Regions from separate parts of the Mus musculus genome. Here region 2 is linked to region 1. Evidence: chromatin contacts called from public HiCAR-type data. All regions are on one chromosome and are shown on one strand. The core of a region is the stretch at or near the end of the contact, and the rest is flanking DNA. Distances in the headings are between cores, read along the strand shown.

The links. HiCAR-type assays count read pairs that join an accessible place to other places.
Region 2: a HiCAR-type map of astrocytes shows a contact between it and region 1, with 6 times the contacts expected there. The contact joins the promoter of B3galt2 here to the enhancer-like site in region 1. A contact is called at or near these places in 6 of 39 promoter capture datasets (the 3T3-L1 cell line, cranial neural crest, frontonasal cranial neural crest and 3 more), 3 of 484 Hi-C or Micro-C datasets (brain, cerebral cortex and forebrain) and 4 of 115 datasets of contacts at active chromatin or transcription factors (astrocytes, forebrain and neural progenitor cells).

Annotation. Positions count from the first base shown.
Region 1 is chr1:143,051,970-143,055,992 of GRCm38.p6, reverse strand. No RefSeq gene overlaps it. Among named protein-coding and RNA genes, the nearest start is that of Gm35244, 290 kb to the left of the region's middle. Within about 2 kb of position 2,277, at least 15 of the 459 cell types and tissues checked have an H3K27ac peak or open chromatin away from gene starts, as enhancers often do. A contact at or near this core is called in astrocytes and neural progenitor cells, where this site is marked.
Region 2 is chr1:143,638,667-143,642,689 of GRCm38.p6, reverse strand. B3galt2 (UDP-Gal:betaGlcNAc beta 1,3-galactosyltransferase, polypeptide 2) reads right to left here and starts at 1,993. Exons shown (of 2, transcript NM_020025.4): 1 at 1,348-1,993. All of the region lies in intron 10 of Cdc73 (cell division cycle 73, Paf1/RNA polymerase II complex component), which reads left to right.

The DNA of each region.
Region 1 (4,023 bases), core at 1,028-3,527:
ATGACATGATTTTGTCTTTGAGAAGAATGTTGATAGAAAAAGTCTTTGCAACTTCATTTAGCTGGTAATAAGGCATAAGAAAGAATTATTTTTTAACTTTTAATTATTTTAGAAAGATTTCCTGATCAGGGTGACAGAGTATGATATAATGGTCATTGGAGAGTAGGTTGGAAAGTGTAGCTGATCAACTTTGAAGGGATTGAAAACTAGGCAGATTACACAGCACCTAATGGAAGTTAAGCTAGGAAAGCACTGAGGTTTCCCCTATTTACTTGCTAAGGATAGCACCTTATTTCCTTGCTAAGGATAGCACCTTAGAAAGCAGGCAAACCAGGAAGGAGAAGAAGACTAAGTTAAGTGTTCATGCTTTGATTTGGCAGCTATTGCTGTACAGACTGTGGAGAAGGTAAGAGAGCTCAAGTAAAATTATAGTGAATTCCTACCTGTTCCAGTATTAAAAAGCAGAAAGTCAATTAAAAACACAGTGTGTATTTTATAGATTTTTTTGTTGTTGTTGTGGTTGGTGTTATTGTTCTATGTGTGCATACATGTAGGTCAGTGCTCATGGAGGTCGGATCAAACTTTTGCAAGTAAGCTCTCCATTTCTACAGTGGGTTCTGGCAAGTGATTTGACCCACTTGGATACCTTGCCAGCCCAATTGTGCACCTCATTAAAAAGACTGATGAAGCTCACAGGAATTTCTGAAGGGCTCTGGGTATTTAGTGACTTCTGGGTCACAGGGAGGGGCCAATTTCTGTTCAACCCTATAGTAGTGTTGGTTGCTTTTTGAAAGATAGGCTTATAATATAAACATTTCAACACAGAATTTGTCCCCATTGTCTGCTAAGTAAATCATGAAAGTAGTAGGAAGCCTAGTCTTTGTCCTGTGTGTATATGTGAACGAGTTCAATTCCCAGCAACCACATGGTGGTTCACATGGTGGTATATTCAGAAGCTGAACAATTTCTAGCCCTTCCAATTAGGAGAAAATTTTCATATTTTATAGGGAAGTATTTTTTTTGAGTGTGTGGGAGTGTCTATTTAATTTATCTGACTGCAAATACTATTTCCTTTTACAACAGAAGAGAAACCCCAGCCACATGTTTGAGGTGACATTTTCTCAAACTTTAGAAAGTAGAATTGTTCAGGGAAAATGCCCAGCAAAAGGCTATCTGTGTCAGATAACAACAGAGCAGTTTAAAAGAACAAGCCGCAATAAATGATAGACTGAAAAGGGGAAAAAAAGGAACAAGAAAGAGAAAATGACATGCTACAGAACAGAGGAGCCTGAGACCAAGGCTGGGAACCTCGTTATGAGTGCAGGTGCAACACCTCCAGTGAGTGCAAGGTCAAAGCCTGAATTGTCCCTTGGGACCCCAATTTCAGGAAACAAATCGTATGTGGCCTAGGTGTTGTCATGAAAGGTTGTTTCTTGCTCTCATATTATTATTATTTTTTGTTTCTATTCTTTGATTGTCAAGAGTGTACCAAACAAGAACAAACCAAGCAAAAGTTCAGACAATATTTTTAGGTATAAGTCTGAATCAAGCACTTTCAAGAGTTTAATAAAAAAGTGAAGACTTGTAAAAGCGACAGACTCCTTCTCCATGAAATATACTTGCTAGTGTAAGCAGTTTTAAAGAGGAGACATTAAGTGAGACCAGGCATGTCCTTTCTCTTTCTCCCTTTTGTCTTTTATGGGTAAATATTTAGGTCATTTGCAAAGATGAGCTCTTCAAATTCCTAAGATCTGCTCTGAAGCTAGAAACTGCAGCTATGAACCCCACATATAGCCTTAGCACATTAACACTTAAAACTTTAGATTATCTTTCAGACAATATAATGTCAACTCCTTAAAATGGATGTACCAATGTCAAAACCTTCAAATTTATGCCCCAAATTTGTCTATGTCAAGCTAATACTTAAAAAACAAAAAGCAAGCAAACAAACAAACAAACAAAAAACAAACACAAAAATCCCGCAATGCTGGACTAGTTTGTACCTGCAGGGTAACTGGTCACAGACTCATTGGACTGTATTTTGTCCAAGCTGTGACCTGGAGGCTCTGCCTTCTTCCTTCTGTAGCTCTGTACTCTGAGGTCCTCAGAGACAAAGGAGAATGGAAGACTCTGGGTGGGCCCACTCCAGGCCAGACCTCCCAGGAGCTCATGCTCTTTTCCCATCTCATTAACCAGAACTCAGCCCCATGCTTCAGTCTAAGTACCAGGAAAACTAAAATGGAACCAGGCTATGCCAAGCAGAAAGAAACAGTTTAGAGGACAAATCATTAGTATGCTGCTGGGAACTTAGCTGAGAAGTCACAGAACAAAAGTTTGCATACCTTCTATGGGAGGTCATCATTCGCCTTAACATTTATTTCTCCCTACGCTCTTAAAGAGCAGACGTTCTTTCCCCAGTTCCATATAATTTGATGTCTCCAACTGTGGAAGGAATATACTTCCTCTTTTCCTAGAAACTGAACGTGTCTTTCATATTTGGTTTGGACAGTGAGATGCAAATTTGACCTCTTCTGGCAGACGCTTAAAGAGCTATTGAAGTTTTTGCCCCTGTTCCTTTTTCTGTGCTATGAGAACAACTTGTCCCAAACAGTCTGGTCCTTCAACCTGTATTTTTTGAATAAGACCTACAGATCAGAGCCAAGTAGGGTTGAGTAAATGGGATTAGACTTGCAGCAACAAGAGCCAGACAACTTTCATCATGTAACAAGAGGAGCTATTCTTGCATCTACAAACTGATTAACTTGTTTATTATAGGAACAATTTAAGATTATAGTTGGGTAAGATCTGTTGAGTCAGAGATATATAGAATCTTTACTTCTTGGAATAGACTCATTACTGACAGTTAGTACAATTTGAGGTATCCACACCCTTCCCTCCACAGTGTCAGCCCATAGTAATTCTACTCCTGTGCTAGCAAAGAATATCGAAGGGTCTGGCAGACAGGAATGATTAAAGTCAGTTTTCCATACCAGTATTTACTGAAAATGGTGTAGAGTGTTGAGAAGTTGGTATTTGATACCAAAGTTTTAAGCAAATAGAACCCTGAATAGTTATTTTTAAAATGATTGCATTGGCTATGGCATTTGTTTACTTTGTATGTGTATGGGTGTACAAATGCCAGGATGCAAATGTGGAGGTCAGAGGACTACTTGTAGAAGCTGGTTTTCTTTCTACCATGTGCATCCTCGGGATTGAACTCCTGGCATCTGGTTTGATGACAAGGACCTTTACCTGGTGAGTAATCTTTTGGACCCAAGATCATTATGTATTAATAGAGGACAAAGAATAGAGCTGGTCTTAGAACCAGTGAACAGGTATGAGTATTGAGGACTGCTGCATAAGAATGACCTATATACAGTTGTTTAGGTCAACAAGTTAAAAATGCTATGTAGAACCCCAAAAGAGTTTTGTCCAAAGTTTCCCTAGTCAACATTGTTGACAGACTTCTGAAAGATGACTGGTCTGCTTTAAATGTATGGAGGTATAACAAATTCACTGGCTATGGTTTAAGTAAGTGGAATCATTTTTGAAGTTATGCATGTGATTTATCAATATTATTAGGTTTCTCGTTAATTGACGTTTTTCTCTGGAAGGGTTAATGATCTAAATGCAGCCTTCAGGTGGACTGAAATCTCTAGATGGTAGGTTGGCTTAACTGATGCTGTATGCTTCTGATGAGAAGAATCAACATACCTCTTTGTGTGGAATCCGCAGGTGGAATCTTCTAAAGGCTTTATTTCCATTCTATCAAATCTCCAAGTACATTTCCACTTGCATGCCACAGTTACAGTTTCTATTTCCAAGGAGAGACTTCAGTTTTTCTAGTTAAAAGACCAACAAGCAGCAATGAATGTCTCTGAGTGCTCAGTTTACTTTATGCTGTCCAGGATCCATCATTGTCTAGGGAACAGTTGTGGGCATATCTACTTGAATTAAAACACAAGATAGTGTCTGCTAGGCATGGCCAGAGGCCCAGCTCCAGTGTGATTCTAGGTTATGTCA
Region 2 (4,023 bases), core at 744-3,243, 590 kb before region 1:
CACTCATTCAGTCTTAATTCTACAACACACACAGTGCTTCCACAGGGGTTTTTTTTTTGGCTTTGTGATTGTTAGGGTAGTAAGTTTTATGAAAGTGAGAGGAAGAATCAAAATACGTAGAAAGGTTTGTAAGATTTTAGGAATATCTTTGAGTCCCTGACCCCGAGCACTCTAACGTTGATTGTTCCCAGGGTAGTTTATTCTGTCCTGCAGACACATGTAGAGGCAGTAGGCAGGTCATTATCACATGTAAATAAAGCTTAGAAACCTACTGTGGATATTATTTGACCTTGTATTTGACCATTATTAATATGTGCTGTATATTAAGCTATTTTATGTTAGTTTTTTTTTTTCCATTTTTTATTAGGTATTTAACTCATTTACATTTCCAATGCTATACCAAAAGTCCCCCATATCCACCCACCCCCACTCCCCTGCCCACCCACTCCCCCTTTTTGGCCCTGGTATTCCCCTGTACTGGGGCATATAAAGTTTGCAAGTATGTTAGTTTTTTAATTTCACTTTTATAATTAACTCCAGGAACAGTCTTACACTTGATTATTTAGAATCACTCTGTTACTTAAAAACTCCCTGTTTCACCAATCTATTTAGAGCAACTATTGATCTCTCTTTGTTAAAGTTGTATTCATTGATACTGTAATAACATGTGACTGACTACTGTGGTGGTGTTATGCTTTGCATAAACTCACTAGCGTTTTAATCTGATGGCTAATGTTGTAACTTGTAGTATCTCCTTGTAGCTCAGTAACACTTAAAATTTGCTGATGTACTCCTGAATTGTTTCTATCTCTCTCTGAAGAGATAGATATTACAGAGAATATATTACTATGAACTAAGATTTTGTTTTGAAGAGATTTTCTAAAAATACCTCAAGATAATAAGATCATATTTATGCTATTTAATATAATTTTACCCCACTGTCTCTTGATAACCATTTTAAAGAAGGTGCTTTAATTTATTAGATAAGGAATCAATTTGACCTAATTTGCTAGAGAATTGCTGTTTTTTTAAAAAAAAGGCTAGAGAGCTCTTTTTTTTTTTCTTTTTAGTTTAATTTCTCAGACATTCTTTTCAGTAAATCTAGTTACTATTTGGTTTTCCTTGTAATGTTACAATCCTGCAGAATTACTCCCAGTTATTTAATTGAATAAAGCAACGACAGCTTGTCTAGTAGAAAAGGCAAATTTAAAATCGTGTATTTAGAAAGCCTTTCATAGTTTGAAGGGCAGTGGACTGTATGAACTTGTTTATCAAGTGTATCAGTGCCTGTATGGTTAGGAAATTAAAACACATTTAATGAACATCATACACAAGACAGCAACATACCTTTCTTTCTTGGTCAGACCATTAGATGGAGAGGATTATGTCTACTGAAAATACTTTTGGCACGCCATCACTTCAGCAAAAAACGATGCTATCGAACATGCGCACATCCCCCAACAGTCTGCCTCCTGTGATTGCTTTTCACAGTATCCAAAGTGTCCATCTGTCGGGGTGTCTTCAAGTTACCCTTCTTGTTCATATGTCTATATCTTATAGTCTTCAGAGATTTTTCCTTTCTTTCATTTTCTCTCTTTCACTAAACAAAAGAGCTGTAGCTGTCTGTTGTATTTGGTGCACAGTTGACTCTTTCCGACAGTTGATGCATTGAAGCTCTTTACATCTGCTGTATTCCCGGCTGGACAATGCAGTGCTGTATTCTCTTCTCAGTATCCATATTTCTAGTAATAGCGCTGAGCTGCAATGTTAAGCAGCAGAGCTGTGGTTTAGTGTTTCAGTTGCATTGGGGGAAAAAAAAAGGCTTTGCCTTTCTCCGTCGTGGTTGCCTGGCAGCTGCAGGAAGGATTTTTGAGCTGTTTTCCTGGGGTTTTGGTCTGTAATGTGAAATGCACCGTTCTTCCGTGCTGCACAGGCAGGCAGCAGTTTAAATGTGGGCTTGACAGATGCTGTCTCTGACAGAGCAGAATTTAACGTCACTGCTTGGCTGAGTCCCACGTGATTGTTTGCGTTCATTTTGACTAAAAACCCGAGGTAGGAGAAAGCTTAGAAATCTTCCTCTTATGTGACACATCATATTTATTCAGAACAAATACAAGCATTAGGATGAAATGGAGGTTATGGTTTTTTAATCTTTATTTGAACTTATGCACAGGCTTTCTAAATATTTCTGTGTTGGACGGTGGCTTTCATGTGTCTTAGAGACTTTTTTAGAGCAGAAGTAATAAAAGCTTTTACATGTAAGTTGGTGTAGTTTAACTCTTTCAGTGCATTCCTGCTCTTACAGTTTTTGTCTGATTGTTCTGATTTGCTAGTCTAGTTAAAACTCCTTCATTATCTATTGTCTATAACTTAGATTTCCTCCCCTGTTTTCTCCAGCTTATCTAAGTCAGCTGCCTGCACTTACTTCATGTTGCGATACTGCCTACTTTTTTGCTCTGTGCAGTTTTTAGTGTTCTTGAAAGTAGTAAATTTAATTTTAAATCACTTTCTTGTTATCAATATTAATTTTTTTTCATGTAAAATAATGTGTATCACAGAATTAAAAATGATATAGTACATAGAACACACATGAATAGATTTTCTTGAAGATTGGTGAGTAGTTCTGCAGGATTGGTTGCATTTTGACTAAAAACCTTAGGTAGAGACAACCTTGGAACTTTGCTTCTTATATAGAAAATAGTATGCTTATATAGATTGCAGATGTGTGTTTAAATAAGTATAGTGATGCGCTAGAGTCTGTTGCTTCTAATAATGTTTAATACTTTAGAAAATGGTTTAGTAAAATGCCATCAAACAGTTTTTTTTTTTTTCCCTTACATATTAGAGACTCTGAAATCCTTCTCTGGTATACTTAACTAAGTGCCTGGACATTTGGGCACCCCCCCCAACCCCCCCCAGGAGAGCACTCGGCAGGCATGTTTGTTACTTGTTTTTATGGCTATAACTAACAATTCCCCTCTGATATTCTAAAGACAGTAACTATATAGTTTTAGAGCTTATGCTATATATTTTAGGGATACGGACTTTATCCATTTTCACAGACCATGATATATTATTTCAGGTGAATAAAAATTACATTTCCTCTAATAGTATTCAATTACTCATCTTCATGTGTTAATTCCAGTGTGCTTTCTTGGTTTAGGTATACCCTATAACTGTCCTAGTTTGTGTCTTACTCCCCCTAGAAATGATAAGATGGTAAAAAAGAAGGAAAAAGAAAAGTATAAGGAGAAACTTAAAGCTTAGAACTTTGGCTTTCCTAAGTTAGAAGAGGAATAAAACCCGTGTTTCTTAGTATTTGGCTCTTAAAGCTATATACTATATTCTTCACTGTCTTTTTTTCTTGTCTTCATAGACAAATTATTGATTCTGCTTAAATTATTCCTCCAAAGTAGAAGTGGCCTTTTTAATATCAGTGATTCCTAATATTAGGGCTTAACTGAGGTTAGAGGTCTGTACAATTATTGTCTATTCCAAATTAGATTGAGCTATAAGTACCTGAGCTGGTTGTAAATGATATTCGCTTATGATAGCTTAATTTTCTAATATCTACTTTACAGATGAGATACTGGTACCCAGAGTTCTGTAACCTAAATACCAGCTAATTACTGATAGGAAAGATGGTTAGTTTAAAATTTTGAAACAGGATTATTTAAATTTTTAAAATCTGAATTCCTGTAATCCACTCTTAAACATTATACTACATGGCTGCTGAAGAAATTGTGAATGTTCCCACCCAAATATTGACATAGTACCCCAGGAATCATTAGTAGAATACTGAATGCATTTTGACTTTTTTCATTAAATGTTAACACTACACTGCTTTATGCTAACATGCACATTAAAGCACAGCTTATTAATTATTGGTAATATGAGGATGACTGAATACATTTTCCATCCTTTTTCTAGGGAAGGAGAAAATAACTATTCTGCCAATTATTTTTAGAATATTTTAAATCCATCCTTTGATGATACTTAGAGCAGGACAGTGCTAGCTAGATA